Regions from separate parts of the Mus musculus genome. Here region 2 is linked to region 1. The links are chromatin contacts, called in public Hi-C maps. All regions are on one chromosome and are shown on one strand. Each heading gives the region's core, a stretch centred on a gene start, on an enhancer-like site or on the middle of the called end of the contact. The rest is flanking DNA. Distances are from core to core; before and after follow the strand shown.

Region 1 (7,020 bases), core at 2,516-5,015:
TTTCACCCAGAAAACTGGCCTGACCCTGCTGAGCTTTCACCTCTCTGTATTTTTTTTCTATTTAAGGAAAATATGTTTCATAAAGAAAAAAATAGGAATATGCTCATTCAATGTAACCTCAATACCCTAAATTCCAATCTTCCATTGGCCATGCTTTATACCTACATGTATTATTTTATATTGTCTTCACAGAGCTTTGTAGCTATCTTACAGCAGAAAGAGAAGTATTTGATTAGCTACTTTTATTATTTATAACCAGAGGGTTCCCCTTAGTAACTGAATCTTATAATTTTACTGTATGGGTTTATTTTTTCTTTTTTAGACAGTAAATATCTAGGATGTGTTTAATGTATACAGAATATCAACATATATTTCATCCTCATTTGATCTGCCTTCTTTCAGATCAGTATCTAAGAGTAGATATTCATGGGTGTCTTGCTTTTGACCTGTTACAAACTAGCATTGATCTTAGTCCAGCTCATGTTCAAATCTAGCAAATACACGTTACACTTTCCGCTGAAGTGCCATTGAGCAGTAGGTCTTCTGAACAAAAAGTCAGCAAACTCAGAAACAAATTTCTTATTTGAATCAAATATAATCTACTTAACAAGAAACTCAGGGCAATTCTATCCGAACTGTTAGTCTGTAGTTTATTCAACACAAACATTAAATTTTCATTTATCATGTTCATAGAGACAACAGGAAGAATGCTTAGGATAACACACACATGTCACTTATGCATGTATCTGAGCAGAGATGATTGTTTTGCACACACACACTCACACACACACACACACACAGAGAGAGAGAGAGAGACAGACAGACAGACAGACAGACATATATTCCTAAGGTGTAAATATTTCCTTTCCTCTCCTGACTATTCACAATTGATTTATTTCATGGCTTCTTTAGAGAACTACTACTGAAGCTTATCCTCAAACAAAAATGTAAATGAGGAAAATACCTAATAAAAATATTTTTAAAAAGAAGAAGAAGAAGAAGAAGAAGAAGAAGAAGAAGAAGAAGAAGAAGAGGAGGAGGAGGAGGAGGAGGAGGAGGAGGAGGAGGAGGAGGAGGAGGAGGAGGAGGAGGAGGAGGAGGACTTGACGACGACGACGACACTTGGATGTTTCTGAAAAGCATGATCCACAGAGCCTGGTCTATGGATTCACCAAATACTATTGAAGGCACCTGTATTCATACCAGTGAGAGTGCAATATAACTTAAATCCACTTTCCTATCAAATGAACACTTACTTTCCTTACCCTTTTACCTTTGTCTTGCTTTTCACTATGGGATTTAAGGGCCCTAAAATGGAATACATACCTCACACTAGATATAGTATATGTTTCATGCATGTTATCATTCATTCTTATAATCCACCAATTAATATGCCTTTTATCAATATATTTGGCATAGTGGTTGTGAGACCCTTGCAGACACTTAAACCCAAAGGTGTTCAAGACCCCTATATAAATGTACCATTCATATATGGCATATGTTCTTCCATTCTTAAATCCTCTCCAGATTACTTACAATACTAATCACAGTGCAAATGCTATATAAGTAGTTATTATACTTTATTGTGCAAGGAATAATAATAAGACAAAACCAAGTACATGATCAGAATAATAAAACTGTTTTTTCCTTGGAGTCTCGTGTATCCTAGGCTGGCCTCCTCCTCCCTGTGTAGACAAGGATGACCCTGGACAGCTGATCCTCCCAGATCCATCTTCCCAATGTGGTTATGGATATGAGCCACCATGGTTTCTGTGGTACTTGGAATCAAACTTAGGACTTCATGCATGTTTAGCAGGTACTCTGCCAACTAGAGCTGCATCTCCAGCCCCAGATGAACTTAAAACAAATGCTTTCAATGTGTGGTTTGAATATTTGTTTTGAAACGTGGAAGAACATGTGAAGACAATAATCATCTTACCAACTGAAAGGGACGGAAACAAGAGTCTGCTATAGGATTACTGCTTCCCACCTCAGCACCCAGCATGCAACTCACCTGAGAGCAGCCACAGGCCTCCTCATTAGAAATTTTCTTTTGACTTGAATTCCCTCTAAGAGCAATTTAGTTGTGTTTCCCTTAAGGACTGTTCTACCCAGGAAAGACAGTCATGAAAGGAAGTGCCGTACTAACTATTCTATATTCCTTGACAAAATTTCCATATCACATCTCTCTCTTCTGTTTTCCTTCTTGCTCTAAATAGAACCAAAAATAATGTTGCTTCTTTTTAAACTGTGAAGTTTTGTTTCCTGTTGTGCACACCTGTACTCCTTCTCTCTTATTCCTCTGACCTCCTGCTTCAGCCTTACCTCTCTCTCTCCTTTCTTCCTTCTTTGCAGTCCCCCTTGTCTCTTCTTCCCAAAGACACTGTTGCATTGGTCCACTCTTATTTATTTATTTAGAGATAGGCTGTCTGTATGGCCCAAGCTAAACTTGAACTCATGGGCCATCCTGTCGCAGACTGCCAAATCCTAGGGTTACAGGCGTGTGCTTTTATAAGAATGTTATATCATCATTTTTATCTGTGTTTAGGAAAAGCCACATACTGCTGCAGCAGCAGCCTCCTTAGTATCTAGTACTTTGTTAGAGCTCGCTACTCTGTCCTTATTTAGTTACTTGACATTAGTCTATAGTAAGTAATCCCCCTTTCTCCCAGCTTCACATTCCTCTGGAGTTGTATATGAATTTAAAAGCCTGGCTAGGTTTGCCAGAAATCCCACCACATGGGAAGAGGGGGGAAGAAAGATCAAGATGGGAGTTCAAAGCAGACCCCAGGGAAGAGGAGGGCTAGAGAAGCAAGAAACAAGGAAAGAAGGAAAGAGGGAGGGAGAGAGAGAGGAAGAGCAGGAAGGGTCAGGGATAAAGAAAAAGAAACAAAGAGAGGAAGGAAGGAAGAAGGGAGAGGAAGGTAGAGAGAGAGAGAGAGGGAGGGAGGGAGAGAGAGAGAGAGAGAGAGAGAGAGAGAGAGAGAGAGAGAGAGAGAGAGAGAGAGAGAGACTAGTGAGACTGTGGTTTAATTTTCCTGGCTGAAAAAAAAAAGTGTGCACACATGTGCATATGCACGCAGACGCGTTCTTTTCAGCAGTGCTTCTCTAATTTCTCCTAAAGTGTAAACTTCTGGGGAGCAAAGCTGCCCTGTCCTCTGCTACTTCGCTCTGCATAAACAAACGCTCTTTAAATCTCAAATCGTACACGCACCATACTGTCCCCTTGAGAAAGGTTGCCAGCCGGCTCCTTTATTTTCTGGAGCTGAGGTTCACTTGTCCATAAGTTCAGTCCAAGAAATCGCATTCTTCATACCCTTCTAAGCAATTGAAGGAAACCCACTTCAGACTTCAAATGGAACACGGAAACATCTGATCAACATCAACCCTTGAAACACTGAGCGCAAATAGGGAGCACGTGAGGCCACGCTGGGTGGGTGGAAACTCCTCGCCCAGGTTCTGTGCCCGGCCTCTAGCGATCCTATCCGAAAAGTACCCAGGATCTCCCTGGGCTGGTTTCCCTCGCCCCTGCCAGGCGGAGAATACAGCCAAGCCAGCACGCGGGGAGAAGCGAGGAGCCCGCGGTGCCACTGGGCATGCTCAGAAACAGAGCAGGTTTAGGGCTCCAGCAGGCAGCTAGTGAGTTACACTGAAAGAAGAAGGACTAGGAGGAGGAGGAAGGGGAGGAGGACGAGGGCAGCAGTAGCCACGATCGCCACCACCAGGCAGAGGAAGAGTTCATGAGGAGGGACAGATCTCCTCCCACTTGGAGCGCCTTCTGTCTGCTTTTGGAGAAAAGAATAAAACATATACAAAGAGGCAGAGAAAAGGAATGAGAAGTGAGAGAGCAGGAGGGTAAAAAAAAAAAAAATTAAGGCGAGATCAGAGAGGGCTGGGGTGGGCAGGGGCGCGCAGGACGCGGGGGCGGACTAACCGAGCCCCAGTGCGGTCGCCCGGGCAGGTGCCACGGCTGCTGCCGAGAGGCGGCATGTGACGCGCGGCCGCAGCTGCCCGCGGGCGGAGCGCGCTCGGACCCGGGAGCGCAACCGCGGGCCAAGTCGGCTGCAGCCGGGAGCCCCGCACTCGCGACCGGCCGGGAGGAGCCCGCAGCTGCGCTTGCACCCAGAAGCCGGGCGATGCAGACAAGGGCGGCTCCGAGGCACGAGCGAACCTGAGGACAGTCGCTGTCTCCGAACTCCCTGCTGCGAGAGACCGAGGTTCGGTAGAGCGGACTGGACAGTCCGGGAGATTCGGGGAGGCGCGGAGGACTGGAGTGGGACAGCCACCTGGAGCACGGCTGCCAGGTAAGGACGTGCGCTGCTCGCTACCGCGCAGTGCAGAGAGGCTAGCAGCGAACCTGACCCGGTTTCTTGCCTTATCTGGTGGTGAAATAAGGGGAAAAGTTTTCTGCCTCCGTAGGAAATTTGTTTGCTGGTGGAGTTTAAAGGAAGGACTGAGGAGGGACGAAGAGAGGTGGTTTTGTCAATCTAGGGGAACAGGAACTGGATATCTGTCTGGTGAGGAGTTGGAGCGCAGGGACGAAGGGTGGAGAATGCGGAGGTGGCACCCGAGCGCCTGGGAAAGACAGGGGCAGGCGGTCAGTGGCCAAGAGAGCACCCCTGTCAGCTCACCCGGATCCCTTGGGCTTCTTTTTTCTCTCTCATAGGCAGGATCCAAAAGCGAAGAAGGGAGCGCCAGAGCTGTTTGTCTGGGCTCCTGTGTGCTGGGTCCTCTGTGGGCCTTTCAATACCGTTTTAATTTTTTTTTAGGAAAGCTAAGTCAGATCCCTGCCAACCTTGCAGCGAGGGACGACTCTTGGGGTCACTTTTCTGGAGCGAAAAGGCGGTTTTCATTCCACGCCTGGTGACCTGGGAGAGGGTACTGCGCCAGGGCGCGAGTCTACTCTGGCTCAGCCAGAGCTGCTAAACTATACCGGATCTCTTCTCCGGAGTCTTCCCGCTCCTTTCTGGCACAACCTCGTTTCTGTGCGCAGCTTGTTTCTATGTGGTGGTTTTTAAACCGCTGAGGTCAGGGAGATGGTTGACCCAAAGGGGTAGAATTCACTTGTCCACTCCACGCTTTGAGTATTGGAATTGTGACGCTGCCTTGTCTGCCGGTGTGTGAGACTCTCCTTGCACGCAAGGGTTGGAAGTAAGAGAGGAAAGGAGCATTGGGGACTCGCATCCATATGGATGCATTTTTCAAAACCGCAGACCTTGTTTTGTGGATAAGTGTTTTGAACCTGTCTGAAGTCTGTAAGCATATATGCCACCATCCACCCACCCGACTCCACTGATATTCTTGACAGGGTTTTGAAAGGGTGGCAGACTCTGCTGTTAGGGAAACTGACCACTTCATTGTGAGCTTTCAACAGATCTTTCCTTTCCCTCTTTGCCTCTGAGGTTCAACAAGATAGGAAATGTACCATTCCTGGACACACACACACACACACACACACACACACAGCACTTTGCCCCCGCCCCCACCCCTTTTTGGGTTACTATTTGAAAACAGAACATATTCTTAAAAGCCTGCTTAATAATTATGGAGTCCAGAGCGTTTCATATTGGGAAAGCACTTATTCTGCAGGAACGGTTCAACACGGTTTCCTGTGTTTAAAACAGTGCTAGTGGATTTGCTGGAGAGATCTTACAGGAAGATATACCTTTCAAAAAGGAGAAAGGGGAGCCTGGAAAAATGCACACATGGATGCGGTGGATGAATATTAAACAGGAATGAGGTCTTTCCATTGCTGTGCCACTCGCTGGTGGCTCCCTGCTGTGGCAGGAGCTGGTGTTGGGACGTATACATGTGCAGGGGTCATGCTTACCTCTTCCATGTGTGATCTCATAGGCCACAGAAGTGGAGTGTGAACCCCACATCTACCACTTGATAACTCTGTCTTTAGACGATGTTTGTGTGGCTTGCCTCCGTTAGCTTAACACGCAGTTACCTACTGTTAAGCCAGAAGGCATGTCATTTCCGAAGTTCTGTAAGACAACACAACTTTAGCAATGGATTACTCTATTAAAAATAATGGCTGCAGATCCGATATAGACTGTACCTTAGGCTTGGGGAGGGTGATTTGAGGTGGAATTAAACAGGAAAACAAGAGTGATGTAAGACTTTAAAACAAACAATACTAGATAATGATTTAAATGGACTCAATAGTTTAATAACAAAATGAGATAAAAGGCAAGACCTTTTGAGAAACCTTTGAGCATAAATCTTTGGTCGTAGAAAATTGTTAGGCAAGGGTGTAATTTGAAGAAGTAGATTGTATGGAATTGGGTGAGATTTAGATAAAGACTAGACATTAAAATAAGAGTAGTTCTGTCTTAAACCTACTCTAAAACTTATGTACGAAGCTTTAGGGAGATCTGGAAGGATTCACTGCTTTTTCCTGACAGGAGGCTGGACAAACCTTGCTTCAAACATATTTGTTTCTGAAGATTGCTGAAGCAAGGATAAATACGCCCTTTAACATGTATCTTTTCATTTTTCCTTATAAAAAAATAAATGACTTAACTTTTACACAAGAAAAAAATGTTATTTTAAACTATAATATATGAGAATACAAGCTCATTTTAATTGTACTTTATTTAATTTTTAATAGTAGGTAACCTGTTGAATGTGAGGTGTGTGGAAGGGTAATGTATAGAGCTAAGATTTCTTGGATTCGTGGTAATAAACTGAATACAAACTTAAAGGTTATGATTCTAAGCTTTCTGAAGTGCTAACACTTATTTTTAAGGTTTTTGTTTTTTCTTTTTGTTTTTTTTTTAAACCTAAAATATCACATATCTTGAGCCAACATAGTGTTCTTGCCTGATAATGATGTTAGCCTTGGCAGATTCAGTTGCTTACACCTAAGTGGCCTGGACATCATCACTGGGTCTGGTTTGCAGTGTGGGACGTTTACATGTAGAGCACTTGTGGTGACCCTTTCCACCAGGGACGAATAAAGGGTTCTACAGAGATGTGTACCCCAATCCCCTTCATGTATGAAGCCTAACTTTA
Region 2 (7,020 bases), core at 2,413-4,912, 85 kb before region 1:
CAATAGTAAATCCATTATGACTAGAAATCAAATCAACTTTCACCTGTGTAAGACATGTATCTGAATTCATCACCAACAGCACACAGTGAACAATCGTCACTAGTAGAAACTAGCAAGGAACCATTTGATAGCTTTTGTTATACAATCCATGACTACCTGTCAACGGAACAGTGCTTCCTCAGGTGGGGCTGGACTCTTCTACATAAATTAATAGTCAAGAAAACCCTTCACTGACATGCCCACAGGCCAATCTAATCCAGGCAACAATTCTTAAGACTCCTTTTTTAGGCCGTTCTAGTGTATGTCAAGATGACAGTGAAAACTACACAGAGTAAAAACTTCAGTCAAACATATCTATTGAATTGTATATGTGGAGGGAGAAATAATATATAATTTTGATACACACAGGTTCTAAATGTTTATGACACTTTGTATATTAATAGGGTAGTTTTTTTTTAATTTGTTTGGCTGTTTTGGGGTTTGTTTTGTTTGGGGTTTTTTTCTGTTGTTTGTTTGTTTAGTTTGGTTTTGTCTTGTTGTTTGTTCTTGATTTTGGTGTTTTGTTTGGTGTTTTTTGTTGTTTCTGGTTTTGTTGTTGTTTTTTGTTTTGGGGGAATTTGTTTTGCTTTTTTGTTTTTCTGTTTTTGGTGGATATACATCCCTACAAGTGCACCAGATAATAAAGAATATGGAAGGATACTCCCTAGCCTTGAATTGGAGAGTATAATGTTTGAGCTCCCTAAATCTCATACATCAATTGAGCAAATATATATATATTCCTTTATGCTACTAACAATACTCAAGTAGCTAGAATAAGGATCCATAAACTTTGTTTATAAGGGGAAAAGTTCCTTTAAGATTTTTTTCAACTTACCTACACACCAGAACAAGCCTGTCCATACTCTGGATTTGGGCAGCTTGTGGTGTGGACCTAATGTTAACATAATGGTGCCTAGTGGTCCCTCCCAAAGTAGAGTTGAGAACAGCATGCAAACAGCAGCCAGCAGTTGTCATTTTAGAGTCAGTTCTTCCTCAGTCAATTTTTGCACCTACATGGCAGTTCATAATCTATAACTGTAGTTCCTGTAATTCGAGGGATCCAAAGCACCCTCTTAGCCTTTGCAGGCTCCAAGTATGCATGTGGTACACATACATGTATGTTGCAAAACACTCACACACATAAATCATTAAACAACAAAGTATATTAATTCAAAAATTAATATACTTTGTTTTGCCTACTCAAAACAAAGTTCATAGAAGTAATGCATATCTGAAAGGGAGACTCCTCCCCACACATGCACATGTGACTATTCTGCTATGAGTAGGTCCAGTATCAGTCTATGCATTTACAGCTTGGTCCCCTGGGTCGTGCTATTGGGAAATAGTGGAAGCTTAAAGAAGTGGCACTTTACAAGTGGTCCTTAGGTCACTGGAAATGGAACTTTGTCTTTTCTTTTAACTATCTGTCCCTGCTTCATGGATCATGGTACAGTCAGTTAGCTCTACTATGTACTCTGACCTTCATATGTTTCTCTTGGCAGAGACCCAATACATCAGAGCCAGTGGATCATAGACTGGAACTTCCCTAACCATGAGCCAAGACCTTTTTTTCTTTATAGGTAATTTGCTCAGATACTTTGTTATAATGACAGAATGTTAACTAGTACCTTATTGAAAATCCTCTCTAATATTTCATGAAAAGATCAAGAAGGATATTTAATAGAATCAGGTGGCAAGTGATCATGGAGGAAACAAGATCTGTGCCGTCTGTATAGGCCTTGGATTTCAAAAGTTAAAAAGGTGAGAGAAAGCAAGAAGAAATGCCACTGAATTCTTTTAATTGGAAATAAATCTTTTAAATGGAGTATCTCATAATTGGAGATCTCCTCGGGAGTGCCCTTGGATTTTGCTGAGACTAAACTCTGCCTGTTCACAGACTGTAAGGTCTTCCTCAGGTCTCATGAGCTATAGGGAATGAATGGAAAAGCCTTAAATGGTCCTACTTTTGAGACTCAGTGACCTTGCATTTGTTTTGTTTTGTTTTGCTTTGCTTTGCTTTTTTGTTTTGTGTTTTTTTTGTTTTATTTTGCTTTGTGTTGTTTTGTTTAGCTCCAGCACATTCCATACCTGAGCAGAGACTCACACCCAAATTTCTAAATTCTCTTGGCTAAACTTTAAAGGTTTTTTTTCATATTATTTCAGTAAGACCAATTTAGTCTCTGGTAAATCTAGAGATCCAAATTATCTCCAGAATCCACCACAAGCAAATGTTAATGAGCACTTGATATTGGTGAGTCTCTGTCAAGGGTAACACCTGTGTGTCATGACCTGGAAGATCCATAAAGGGATCCCAAAAAGAATGACTTAAAAATGTTCAAACCTTAGGATGAGTTTTGTGTTAAAATAATATCCATCTTTTATGGAGTTCGTGTTCTTACTTTCAAAGAAATGTCTGCTGATTTTATAAATGTATTTTTAGTTTAAAAAAAAAGATCCATATATATCTGTATAGATAATTCTACCCTTGTATACAATGACCAATGTAAAAACAAACAAACAAACAAAAAACAACAACAACTGTGAGTTCTCATGCTCTTTCCTGAAAGAGATCGTCCTTTGTGTCTGAAGACAGGAAATGAAGTAGTGATATGTGGTTGTGATGGATTGAGTGTCCCTTCTAAAGCTCAGGTTGAAACTGAATCCTCATAGTAGCAGTGTAGCAGGAGACTTTAAAGGACTATGAGGTCATAAGGGCATATGCTCATGAATAAATTAAGACCATTAACTGGAAGTAATGGGAGTGGGCTTCTGATAGAAGAATAGTGTGACCCAATTTCTCTGTGTCACTAACATTGCCTCTCACTGTAGGACATCCTCCAGTATGCTGTGAATCAGCAGGAAGGCTCTCATGGCACACCTGCCCCATGGCTTTGTGCAGCACTGTCTCCAAAGCTGTAAGAAACAGATTATTTGCTTTCTATAAATTGTGCGGTCTTCAAGTATTCTACTCAAAAGAAAAAAGTAAGATGATTTTTTTGGCATGGCAGCTAAAATATACTTGACTTTCTTTTCTATTGTATTTTATTGACTTGATGGCCGTCAGTCATTTATTTTCTATGTCCTCATCATCTTGGGCTGGCAAACTTCCCTTTCTTCTTGTTAGCTGAAAAGGTTGAGATGGTATTTAAAAAATGATAAAATGTTTTATGTATCCCATTTTGTCATATGAATCTGTTCTGACATCTCCCTTGTTTTTCTAAACCTTTCTTCTTGTAGAAAATTCACCCCATAACATCATTTGGGTGTCACTGAAGCCTTCAGGAGACAGCTAGTTGTTCTCTTTAAAACTGAATTCTGGGGATAAGAATAAAGTGTTCTCTACAGGAGTGAGTAGAGTTTCAGTTGTGAACAAGGTCTGAGCAGTCAAGCTCATTTACTTAAATTGCTGCTCTTAGCTTCATAAGAGAAAACATATTCCCTTGACATGCAATTTAAGCATTACATCTTTGCCCATCAAAGGCCATTTGTTTAATGCTTAGAATAAAGCAAGTGGGGAATGACTTTCACTTTAAATAACTGTTCCACATGTTACTGACCTGATAACTCAGTTACTGAAAGCCATGGGTCCAGGCTATTAACAATTAACTAAGGTAGGCTGGGTTTGTGACAAGCGATAAGAATGACCTTGTTTAATAATCCAGTTCACAGATGAGCCATGAAGTCAAGGCAGCTGTCTGCATCCAATTAGTCCCAAACGTGCACACAGAAAATGAGAGTCTTCACCAACTCCATTCTAATATTTACAGACGGTTTTATTATTCTCTGGAAGGGCTGGTTGTAAGGAAGTTTGTTCTGTGTAGTTGGATTCGTAAAATGGCATCATTTGAAGTACTTCCTGCTAAGGGTTGGGAGGAATCTTTGCAATTTCAGAAACACAATCAAAAATCTCAATTCATATCTGCAATATTTGGTCTTCAAATGATTTTATGTCCCCAGAATATTTCCTCTGCACCCCACAGTAAATATTCTGTTGATGATTTCCATTGAAACCTATTTTTACTAACACTGGAGTAGAAAGAAAACCATAAATATTACAGTATTTTCTCAAACTGAGTTGTGCACCCTGAGGTTTTCTTTTCTCTTAATTCTTAATTCCTTTTCTTATTGGTCTATGTTCAGCAATTATTCACATATGAATCACTTAGATTTTTTTAACCTCTAACACAAAAATATAACTGCCAAGAATAAATATGAATGGAAAACTGTATTGTGAATTGGGAAATAGCAATTTTAGTAGTTAGCCTTCCATTGAAGCATACACAACTAGAAAAGGGACCCTAACTCACTATGAATTATTCAAGAACAAGGAGATGTATGTATAGTGCTTATGAAGGATTCAAGAGGAGATAGGTACACAAAGACCGTCTTGGTACCCAGTGAGCCCTTGAAACACTGCTAGAAGCAGTTTTCTTAATTATAAAACTCTCCAAAGTCCTTCTGATGTGTAGAGCACATCCTTTATCCTTTACATGGTTGGATGGAGTGAGGGGATTTCCACCCTTACTAAGAGTAGAGCTGTATTTAGATGAGTTCAATCTATAATCCAGAAACAGTTTAGAGAATGATGAGCTGTAGATTTACATTTGAAAACAATCAATATTTTAGCAGTAATTATGCTTGTAGAACTATATAAGAGACATTGATCTTGAACATAAAGGGGGGGGGGAGTGAGCTTACAAAGGAATGTCACATATGACAGGACAAGCGGAGAGTTATATTTAAACTATCGTGCATATCATAGACTCAGAATCTTTAAATTAGCAGAACAGAGCTCACACAGTTCAACTACCTCCCTTCATAGCAGAGCAATTAAGCACTGAGGAATTCAATGATTTATTTAAAGCTTCACAGCATGTTTCCTGTCGCTCATCAAAATAAAGAGAAAATATGTTAGCCTAAGAAAACTTGCCTTAAACAAAAGCGGCAATTTCTGGTCATGGGATATTAAAGAAAGTTAAAAATAATTTCTTAATGTAGACAATGAAGGGATTCTCTCAGGCCCCTTCCTTCCTGTGATTTCTCTTAATGAGGAAGGAACTTTCTGAGTTGACAAATAATCCTTGCTGGAAGCAGACACAAGAGCATGCTCCATGAAAAGGAGAAAGGGGGAAGGGGGAGGAGGACCTCAATGGTTCAGAGCTTTGTGAATCCTTTCTATCTTTGCTAGGGAATATTTTATATGGAAAGGATACAATAGTACATTTACTTTCTTTGACGCCTTAACAATCCCGGCCTTCTTAAACAGCAGGGTTGTTCCTGTGCTTACGTGAAGAAGTGTAAACCTGTTCTATATGAAAGGTAGCAAGGGCCAGAGAAATGGATTGGGGTTAAAAGCACTGGCTGTAGTTCCAGAGGACCCAACTTCAATTCCCAGCACCCATGTCTTATCTCACAATTGTCTGAAGTTCCAGAGGATCTAACATCACTTTCCTGTCCTCCACAGGCAACAGGCACACATATGGTGCACAGGCATACATGCAAACAAAACACCCAACGACCACATAACTCTGCTAGACCAGAAAACAACCACAATTGGCATATAAAGAGCAGCTAGAATTCCTTCTTGGCCCACAGTTAACAGTGTTTGCTCATATAGAGCAGGCCAGTGCCCCTTTGATTACTGCACATATGTACTTTTGGTCTGTTCTCATCTGCTACCTAATTAAATGTAAATATTATTTCAAATTGTAAGGCAATGGACTAGGTGTCTCTACATATCTGTTTCTTTGATCAGGTGCCATAATGGCAATTGAATAGAAACTCTTGTAAAAGGGGAAGAATCCAAATATTCCCCTCCAGCTTTATCAAGAAGCCAAAGTGAGGTAATTTAGGTGAGCACCTTTTGCAAACAGTGGCACTCTGTTAAATAGTATGAACTGTTATTATCATTGTGTTCATACGGATTACCAGCAGTGTGATAATTATTAACATGACATTGCACCAAACGTCCTGGTTAATATAAGAAGAATCTAGAGCCAGAGAGGTGACTTAGGGGGATAAATGCTTGTTGTGCAAGCAGGAGCCCCGAGTTAGGATCCCTCAGGAGTGTGTAAAAAGCTAGATATGATGGTATATGCCAATAATCCCAGTGCTGGGAGGTGAACACAAGAGAAACACTGGGCTCCCTTGCCAGCCAGTCTGGCCAATTGGTGAGCTGCAGGTTCAGTAAGAGGTCTGGTCTCAATAGAAAGGTAGATAGTGACTGAGGCTTGATCTCTGGCTTAGACAAGTTCTATCTATCATCTATCCAACTATCTATCTATCCATCCATCTATCTATCTATCTATCTATCTATCTATCTATCTATCTATCTATCTATCTGTCTGTCTGTCTATCTAATTTTCTCCCTCTCATGCATATATATATATATATATATATATATATATATATATATATATACTGTACACAGACACCACACACACACACACACACACAAAAGCAAAATTATACAGAATCAAAGCATTGATAAAGCAACATGGCAACAATACTTACCATATGGCCATTGTTCACATATTATCAAATCAAGTACAGAATATTCCTATGAGATCTTAAAAGAAATGCAGTTGGAGAAGAGTACAAAGAAAAGAATGAGTTAGTACCTCTTGAAAATAATGTGAGAAGTAATTGCCAAGTTAAATTTAAACAAATTGATAGACAAAGGATCCTAGTTTGGCATAGAATACAACATAAAGAAGTTGAGGCAACACCAACATGCCAGCAGTCATGACAGGGCGTGATAAGTCTAATACCAGAAAGAATGATATGAACTTTAATCCATGGATGAAGAATTACTTTGATTATATTCTTCATGAAATATTTCCACATGCAAGTCATCCACACGTCTCTCAACTTCACTACACAGATGCTCTCTGTATTGTTTAGTCACTACTGCAATCAAATACAAGACAGAAGCTGCTCATGTGTGCTCTTAGATCCAAAGTGCACATTATCATTATGCGG

What was found. Hi-C and Micro-C count contacts between places; a contact is called where the count stands out from the background.
Region 2: a Hi-C map of liver shows a contact between it and region 1, with 2.6 times the contacts expected there. The contact joins the enhancer-like site here to the promoter of Chrm3 in region 1. A contact is called at or near these places in 7 of 484 Hi-C or Micro-C datasets (cortical neurons, embryonic stem cells, liver and 1 more), 1 of 115 datasets of contacts at active chromatin or transcription factors (liver) and 2 of 9 other capture datasets (liver and pancreatic islet).

What each region holds. Positions count from the first base shown.
Region 1 is chr13:10,357,548-10,364,567 of GRCm38.p6, reverse strand. Chrm3 (cholinergic receptor, muscarinic 3, cardiac) reads left to right here and starts at 3,765. Exons shown (of 5, transcript NM_033269.4): 1 at 3,765-4,304. It overlaps Gm26861 (a long non-coding RNA gene), which reads right to left and starts at 5,089. Exons shown (of 7, transcript XR_001780860.2): 1 at 4,632-5,089.
Region 2 is chr13:10,442,508-10,449,527 of GRCm38.p6, reverse strand. The region is part of intron 3 of Gm26861 (a long non-coding RNA gene); the gene reads right to left. Among named protein-coding and RNA genes, the nearest start is that of Chrm3, 85 kb to the right of the region's middle. Within about 2 kb of position 3,662, at least 4 of the 459 cell types and tissues checked have an H3K27ac peak or open chromatin away from gene starts, as enhancers often do. A contact at or near this core is called in liver, where this site is marked.